2 separate regions of the Hordeum vulgare genome follow, and region 2 is linked to region 1. A link is a contact called in public Hi-C data. All regions are on one chromosome and are shown on one strand. Each heading gives the region's core, a stretch centred on a gene start, on an enhancer-like site or on the middle of the called end of the contact. The rest is flanking DNA. Distances are from core to core; before and after follow the strand shown. Region 1 has its middle 18 kb from the start of LOC123442189. Region 2 has its middle 81 kb from the start of LOC123445539.

Region 1 (3,943 bases), core at 380-2,879:
TATGCCCAACAATAGGATCGATGAACTGGTGAGGAAAGGATCAAAGAATCTTTATTCTGCGCCGTCATCATCGTAGTCGAAACGAAGATGATGAACAACCTAAAAATCTAAACTACGAGGATTAAAAACGATCGAGATGCGTGGATCCGGCCACTACCCTCAGCACAGACGATCGAGGTCGCTGGTGAAGGGGAGCCGCTGGAGAGTGGCGCTGGAAGATTGTCTCTCTAGCGGCGGCTTGGGTTGCAACCCACTCAGCCGCATGCACCGCGCCCACTCCCCGATCATCACACAGTAGAATTAGTACCGTATGCAACTACGTAGCTCAGACTTCATACCTTAAGTTGCTCCTACTAGTTATCCTTAGGGTTGGGGGTCCGTATGCAACTACTAGTTATCTAGGTGTTGCAATTGGCGCTCCGGATGAGCATCACGACATGATGATTCATTGTCGAGCCAGAGCTATAAGCGAATGGCGAGCTACAAGCGCATGTGGTGGGTGGTGGCGCGGAGGCAGGAGGGTGGGTGGGATTGTGGCTAGGGTTGGGGGTCCTCGTCAGACTCCAATAGCCGGATTTAGTCCTTCGACTGGCACGCTCGAGCGGTATCCTTACCAAATCGCCGAGGTAATGACAAGTGTCTGTGTAGGTTCCATGCGTCAGTCTGGTATGGCTAACGCGTTCAGGCCTTCGTGTATTTGAGACAGATTTAAACTGGATATGAAGGATGCCGGTCAATCCAAACGTGCATGACAGGTTTGAGGAACCGGAAGAATCATGCTTTGGTGACCAGCCGTTGACCGAGCAAGCGACCATATTGCAGTTTGCAGTTTGACTTTAAAAATAATATACTCTAGATGCACATATTGTAAGTTTCTAACTAACGGTGGTAGTACAATGAAAGTCTCACCGATCGTCGGTACTGGATAGGAAATCCGTTTGAAATTTCTTTCAAAAAAAAAATCTGTTTGGAAAGGTTGTGAAACCTTCTTGGCTACTAGCAAAATTGCTCCCTTTTGATTCATCATGACCTTTTTATGTAAGAAAGAATAAGTCCAACAGCAAATTGCTCCCCAGTGAAAATTGCTGTTTTTACATATTCCATCCTTTTTAAATATAAGTTTTTTTAAAGATTTCATTACGGGACTACATACAAAGTAAAATAAATAAATTTACGTTTTAAAGTATGTCTATATACTCCCTCTGTCTCAAAGTAAGTGACGTTTTGTTTTGATATAACTTACCACTCATGTCAAGTGGGTAAGTGACGTAAATTTAATGCTAAGTTAGTATAAATTTTATATTAAAACAAAGCCACTTATTTTAAAACGGAGGAAATACATTCGTATATAGTCTTTAGTGAAATTTTTAAAAAGACTTATATTTAGAAACGGGGAAGTAGAACATTATCGCGTCATGTATGCATGGGAACAATGTGACGAGCCTTTATTTCTCCGAGCTGCTCCTACTAGTTATCCTTAGGGTTTTGTCCTCGTTGAGAAAGCAAGCGATTCGTACGTTGGGCATAGGCATGCATGCCGCAAAGGTCGCCCGAGTCCAATGATCGGATCCTACTCAGGATACTCGGACGAGCTGTCATGTCACCACGGTCTTCTTCCTCCTCTTGTCCCACGTGCACGGTGCACTGTACCCAGACCGACTGTGTCCTGCCCTAGAGTCTAGAGCCGATCCCACAATCTTTTCTCAAATCGGCCGTACGAGATCGTGTTGGTGAGCCAACGATCTGGTCCACGCCCGGCCTCTGCCGATCAGTTAATTGGTGGTGTAGGTCACAGATCAACCATGACTCATTTCATTTGGAAGCTACTAGTAGGAAAAGATAGAGACATCCCGTACGCGAATCCTGCTCCGCGCTGCGTCGTCTTCAAGATCCTCGTGCGCTTGTTGTCAAAGTAAATGTATGCGTCCCACACGGCCACATGCGGCCAAGGTTTTATAATGGCGCGCAGATCTGCAGGAATTCAAGGACGAGAGCTACCCGATCCTTCTACCAGTGTTCGTTACCCGACGACGGCACGTCCGGATCGTCAAGCCGAGCAACGAGCATCTGCTCCGCTTCAGTGCAGAGTCCATCTGCGTAAGCATGGCTTGTTTTTTTGGTTGGTTGGCTTTACACCGATCAAATCGGATCAGGATACGGAGTAGCAGGAGAGATCGCCCAAGATCAGAGCAATGCATGCACCAGAAGAGCAGAGTGAGGGGAGGTAAGATCAGATGAGATTTGATTGGAGATGATCCTTCTACTTGTCCTCATAATGTGCACTGTAGTAGGAGCACATCTTTTCCATTGCCTTTCCTTAAAAGAACACTCATTATTTCATCCATATCCACGGTAACTGTACAAGTTCCCGATCTGACATTATTTCCCATTCCCACAAGCAGATTGCATTAGTTGTTGACTTAGGCCCTGTTTGTTTGAAAAGTCCTATGATTTTTTTTAGTTCAAACTAAGAAGTCCTTAGTCTCTACCTGTTTGGTTTCAGAGAGTAAACATGGACTAGAGGTTATTAAATGACATGTTAAAAGACCATGTCACCCCTACTAATAGACTATCGTCCTGTTTCTTTAAAAAGTCCTAGGACTTTTTTTTAGTCCCAACTAAAAAGTCTCTAGTCCCTACCCGTTTTTTTTCAAGGACTAAACATGGACTAGAGGTCATTAAATGACATGCAAAAGACCATGTTATCTCTAGTAATATACTATAAGTTATTAAATGACATCCTAAAAGTAGGGGCACTGTTGAAAAAAGTGTCAAAAAAGTCCCAAAAAGTCCCTCCCATAGGGACTTCTTCCTTTAGTCCCAACTACCCTATTTTAGTCTCTAAAAGTCCCACCTGTTTCTTTCCCATGGGACTAAAAGGGACTTTTTTTAGTCCCTACATCAAAAAGTGCCTGGAAAGAAACACCCCCTATAAGTTATTAAATGACATGCTAAAAGTAGGTACACTGTTTGAAAAAGTCCCCAAAACACTCTCCCTTTGGGACTTCTTTCTTTACTCCGAAATACTCACTTTTAGTCTCTAAAAGTCCCTCATGTTTGGTTTAGATGAGACTAAAAATAATTTTTTTAGTCCCTACATCAAAAAGTCCATGTAAACAAACACCTCCTTAGTCGATTGATTACCTACGAAGCACCGACACTTTAGTAATCAAAGATTGCTTTTTATATATTTTTGTCATTTAACAATATCATGTTTTTAACTTTAAAAGATTTGCTGAATTTATGTTGTCATGTTAATAAGTACTAGCAAAAGGGCCCGTGCGTTGCAACGGGAGAAAAAAAATACCAAACGCTTTTAATTTTTTTATAATCATTTTGATTTATTAAAATAATAAGCTAACTAAATAATGTAGTCAGTCATATCCTATTTTGTTGAGAAATCAACCCGTCCATTGTTAATTCCACCATGATGAGAAATTGAGCGGGACAAGCAAAGCAAAACAAAGAGGCTACGTGAATTGATCAATGGACTGCTATCTTATTTCACTTATGGGGTAGAGAATGTGGGATGAGATGACAAACTGAAGGTGGTGTTCCATTCTCTCTCTCTACAACAATGCAATCTTACATTCAATACATTAGTTCATCAGCAAACAAATTCCCACAAAACATAATTTCTTGCCAGTGATTGGCACACAGTTGGAGGCATGGGGAGGGGATCTCACCAGATGATGAGTTCCTGTCGGAGGAGGGGATACGATGAGGGAAGCAAGGATTAGGCGGCTCTATCTGGCCATAAGGAGTCGCCGTTGCCGCGCCATAACCTCGGAGTTCCCCGTGTGAGCCATGAAGGCCCGCCTCCCCCTGCAAGTACTTTGCTCCGCCGCGCCTTATCCGCGCGCCGCCGCCGTTCTGCATCGAACATACGCATCATCCCCAGTCACTGTAACTGTCGCGTTGATTTGATCCAGAAGCTGTGCTC
Region 2 (3,943 bases), core at 644-3,143, 140 kb after region 1:
GCTTGTAGCGCAAGGGTTTCTGTAGAGACCCGATATCAATTATGATGTTGCATACCTTCTCGATATGAGTGAAATTTTGATTTGATACTGAATTGGCAGTAAAAAGCCATGTGTCGTTAAGTTTGGATATATATATTGAAGCCATTGAAAGGGCTTAATATTCCAAATCCAATGATAAATCACAACATGTGTGTGAAGCTTCAGAAGTCATTCTTTGACTCTGAATTAGGTAGGTCACAGAGTTGTGTGGTACAATCGACTAAATGAGTTATTTCTGGACAAGGATTACTTTAATATGGATGATTGTTGATGTGTATTCATGAAGATATCATGAATTGAATTTACATCTTATTATTGATGTGGATGATCTTATCATCATTGTCTATACAAGACATATTAAATACACACAATCATTTTGAGACGGATGTTTGGGTCAAACCAAATGATGTTAAGTTTATAGCTTGAGCATATTCCCTCAGAAATAAATGTGTGTAAGTCTTCATATATCTAGAAATATTGAAAAAGATCAATATGGATATATCTTATCAAACACAAAAATGGTCATATTATATCTGACATGGGACACAAGTCCATTTAAAACCTAGAGGAGATGGTAAAGTGATAGTGGACATGAAGTTTCGTATCGAGTACCATCGGAGCGCTCATATAAATTGCAAAGTAAGTGAGACCTGACACTATATTTGTTGGCAATTTATTGAGAGTGCATCGCCAATAAAAAGTAAGATTGGTGTAAGGAATATCCTGAGATATGTCCAAGACACAAAATATCTTGATTAATTCCATTGGGAAAGTCAGGATGGGACCATGGTGTGATATCCTGATAGTGGCTGATAATTTGATCCCAACAATGCCATATCAAATTCCGGATTTACTGGAAGAGTATTCTGTGGGAAGCCTTCCTAATAGACTCTAAATGGGTCCTTTCTGTGATAATTCTGCCATAACTATTTTGAAGCATGACATGATATACATGTCTTTGAAGAATGGCTGATCACATGTGAGATCATGTGAAGATTCATTGGAATCAATTATCATTATCTACCAAGATAATGTCACTTGTATTGCTTATGAGTTATATCTATCCTCGCTAATTACAGACATGTAAGAGGATAATATGCAAACAAATTATTGTGAGATTTACAATGTCGCTACCAATGTTTATATTCTCGAACCTCGTTCGTGGAATTGGTATGAGACGACATTGATGTTTGCAAAGTTCAGGGGAGTAAAATCCCAAGTTATAATCCATTGGTGATCTTTAGATCACTCATATTATACTCTTTTTCCCTTTATGAGTTTTTCAGGATGGTTTCTCATATAAGATTTTTAACGAGACAATATAAATACAAGTGCGGATGTATGTTATATTAGTTTTTCTTTATATTTTTTCACTCGGTTTTAAAGGAGTTTCCGATGACATATTACTATAAAGTTTTTTCTGAATTTTCTTACAGGGTTTTTGAATGAGTTTTTAATTTGCAATATACAAATCACGAATTGATCAAGAAGAAGCTTTATGAAATAAAGCATGTGATCAATTGTATGGAATGGTTTCAGGAGGTGTAGGTGTCTTTCTAACACACCACTTTAAATTATATATAAATGAGTCTTTTACATTGCAATGGAACGAAATGGAATCATTTGAACTCTTTGCTTTTGCTTTACAACAATTACAAGGACTCGAAAACCAACCATACCGATCGAGATCGAGCGACGTCTTGCCGGCAGCTAGCGCGATCCGATGGATGGACGGACCGATGCGTCAAAGAGAATCGCAATCTTGGCGATCATGACGGTTCGACAGACCCATCTTATCTCTGCTCTGAAACGGAGGAGGAGAAAGAGATGTTATGTCTGTTAGACGATCTGGACGGTGCCCTCGTCGTCTGGTCTTTTCTTCTCATGTAAGGTGAAAAAGCATCGATGCATGGGACGAGTGGTAGCTCTCGTTGATCAATTTTTCCAAACTTTTTCCGCAGAAATAACAAAAATTCTCACAAACCTGCGTGCCATGATAAACTTTGGCCGAATGTGGCGTGGTGTGGGATGCATATTTTGACAGCAAACATGAGGATCTTGAACATGGATGCATGGAGCTGGGCAGGACCACGTACTACGTACGGGATCTCCCCGTCTTTTGTAGCAAGCCTTCCTTGTAATTGCAAACCAGCCACGGTTGATGTGTGGCCGATAAATCGCACCACCACGTCCTGAAATTCGCCATGGTTTATCCGGAAGAAATTACTGGTACGACGTAAGTACAGCGGCGTACGCTGCTAGCCTGGTCAATACAGCGGAGGAATGAACCATTGTGCACTAGAGCTTTTATTCGACCGGGACAACCGCGGTGGACCGGATCGCCGATTCCACCAGCTGAATCTCGTACGGCCGATACCAGAACGATTGCGGGGTCAATCGGTTCTTCTCCATTCTTCAGGAGAATACGGTGTTTTGGAATATGGTTGACCATGATGTTAAAGTAGGGAAAATAGCCAAAGTAGAACAGGACGAAGACGGGGCGCATCGAAAGCAATCACGTTGAGACGTTCCCTAAAAACCTTGTTGCCGTATTTCCGCTAAGAATCTCGAACGACATGGTTCCGGAGGTACCTACTCTCATGACCAACCATGCACGCGTCGTCAAGATGAGACCGTAGGAAGCAGCACATTGAAAAAAAATAGATGACGGCTAGGATTGTGAGAAAAGGAGAAAGTGAAAGAATTAGGTTACACTCCATGGTGGACGCCTCCTTATATAGATCGTCGGGTAGATGTGCCTGGGTCATTGCCCACGACCGAATCCACGAACAACCCATCATCCAACATCTCGAACAATCGCGCTTCAGTGACTCGTTAATTAATCTATAATTAATAATTAATTAATCATTTTTGAATGATAAAAATAAGGAGCATATGTCGGAGGAGAAGAAGAGCGCATGCACAACTCTTGTTTTCAAGCTTCCAACGACAGGTGATAGAGCAATATTTATGGAAAGTCTCACTCTTGCTAGTATAGCATTATGGTATTAAACTTTCCTTCACTTATGGTACACTCACAAGAACCATGAATATTAACCAGAGATTATTGTTGAGGTAATTACAGTAGTGATGCATGAACTTAACATCGATGTTTACTTTGGTACACGAACTTAAAAAATACGCCTAATTGATGCTAAAACTTGGTTCTTTGATTCAAGTACGGTCTAAATCGCATTTTCGTAGGTCCGCGCTGCTCGCTAGGATGCCAGCGTGTCCGTCCGACCCATCATTAGTGACTGCGAGCGTGCACAAGGCGTGTGGCCGCGCTTGTGGCTCGATATTTCCAAAAACCCCCTTCGTTTTTTTATTTCACTAGTGGAAAACGGGCCTTTGGTCGGGACCACTTAGTCCCGGCCTGCCTCTGGGCCGGGACTAAAGGCCCGGCCACGTCGCCCCAATTCTCAATGCCTCCCTCGAGGCTTTAGTCCCGGCCCGTAAGGAGCCTTTAGTCCCGGTTCGTGTCCCAAACCGGGACTAAAGGGCTACGCGGTGGGCAGTGGTGGTGGGAACCGTTCGTATCCCCCTTTAGTCCCGGTTGGTGGCTCAACCCGGGACCAAAGGACTAACACGTGGCCTGCCGTAGTGGTGGCGACCGTTGGTATACCTCTTTAGTCCCGGTTGGTGGCTCAACCCGGGACTAAAGGCCTAACACGTGGCCTGCCGTAGTGGTGGCAACCGTTGGTATACCTCTTTAGTCCCGGTTGGTGGCTCAACCCGGGACTAAAGGCCCAAATGGTTTGCATCCCGCGTCGTTTCGGGCGATGAAAAGCACGAACCGAAGCGTACAGTCGCCATTTCTCTGTTTCTTCTTCTCTCTCGCGTCGCCCTCTCTGTTCTTCTCCTCTCTTCTTCCCTTCTCTTCTTCCACCACGCCAACTAGCTT

The links. A called contact is a pair of places that touch in the nucleus more often than the background predicts.
Region 2: a contact with region 1 is called in a Hi-C map of leaf, with 4 times the contacts expected there. The contact joins two enhancer-like sites. A contact is called at or near these places in 2 of 6 Hi-C or Micro-C datasets (leaf and seedling).

What each region holds. Positions count from the first base shown.
Region 1 is chr3H:599,093,097-599,097,039 of MorexV3_pseudomolecules_assembly, forward strand. No RefSeq gene overlaps it. Among protein-coding and RNA genes, the nearest start is that of LOC123442189, 18 kb to the left of the region's middle. Within about 2 kb of position 1,630, at least 3 of the 3 cell types and tissues checked have open chromatin away from gene starts, as enhancers often do. A contact at or near this core is called in leaf, where this site is marked.
Region 2 is chr3H:599,229,023-599,232,965 of MorexV3_pseudomolecules_assembly, forward strand. No RefSeq gene overlaps it. Among protein-coding and RNA genes, the nearest start is that of LOC123445539, 81 kb to the left of the region's middle. Within about 2 kb of position 1,894, at least 1 of the 3 cell types and tissues checked has open chromatin away from gene starts, as enhancers often do. A contact at or near this core is called in leaf, where this site is marked.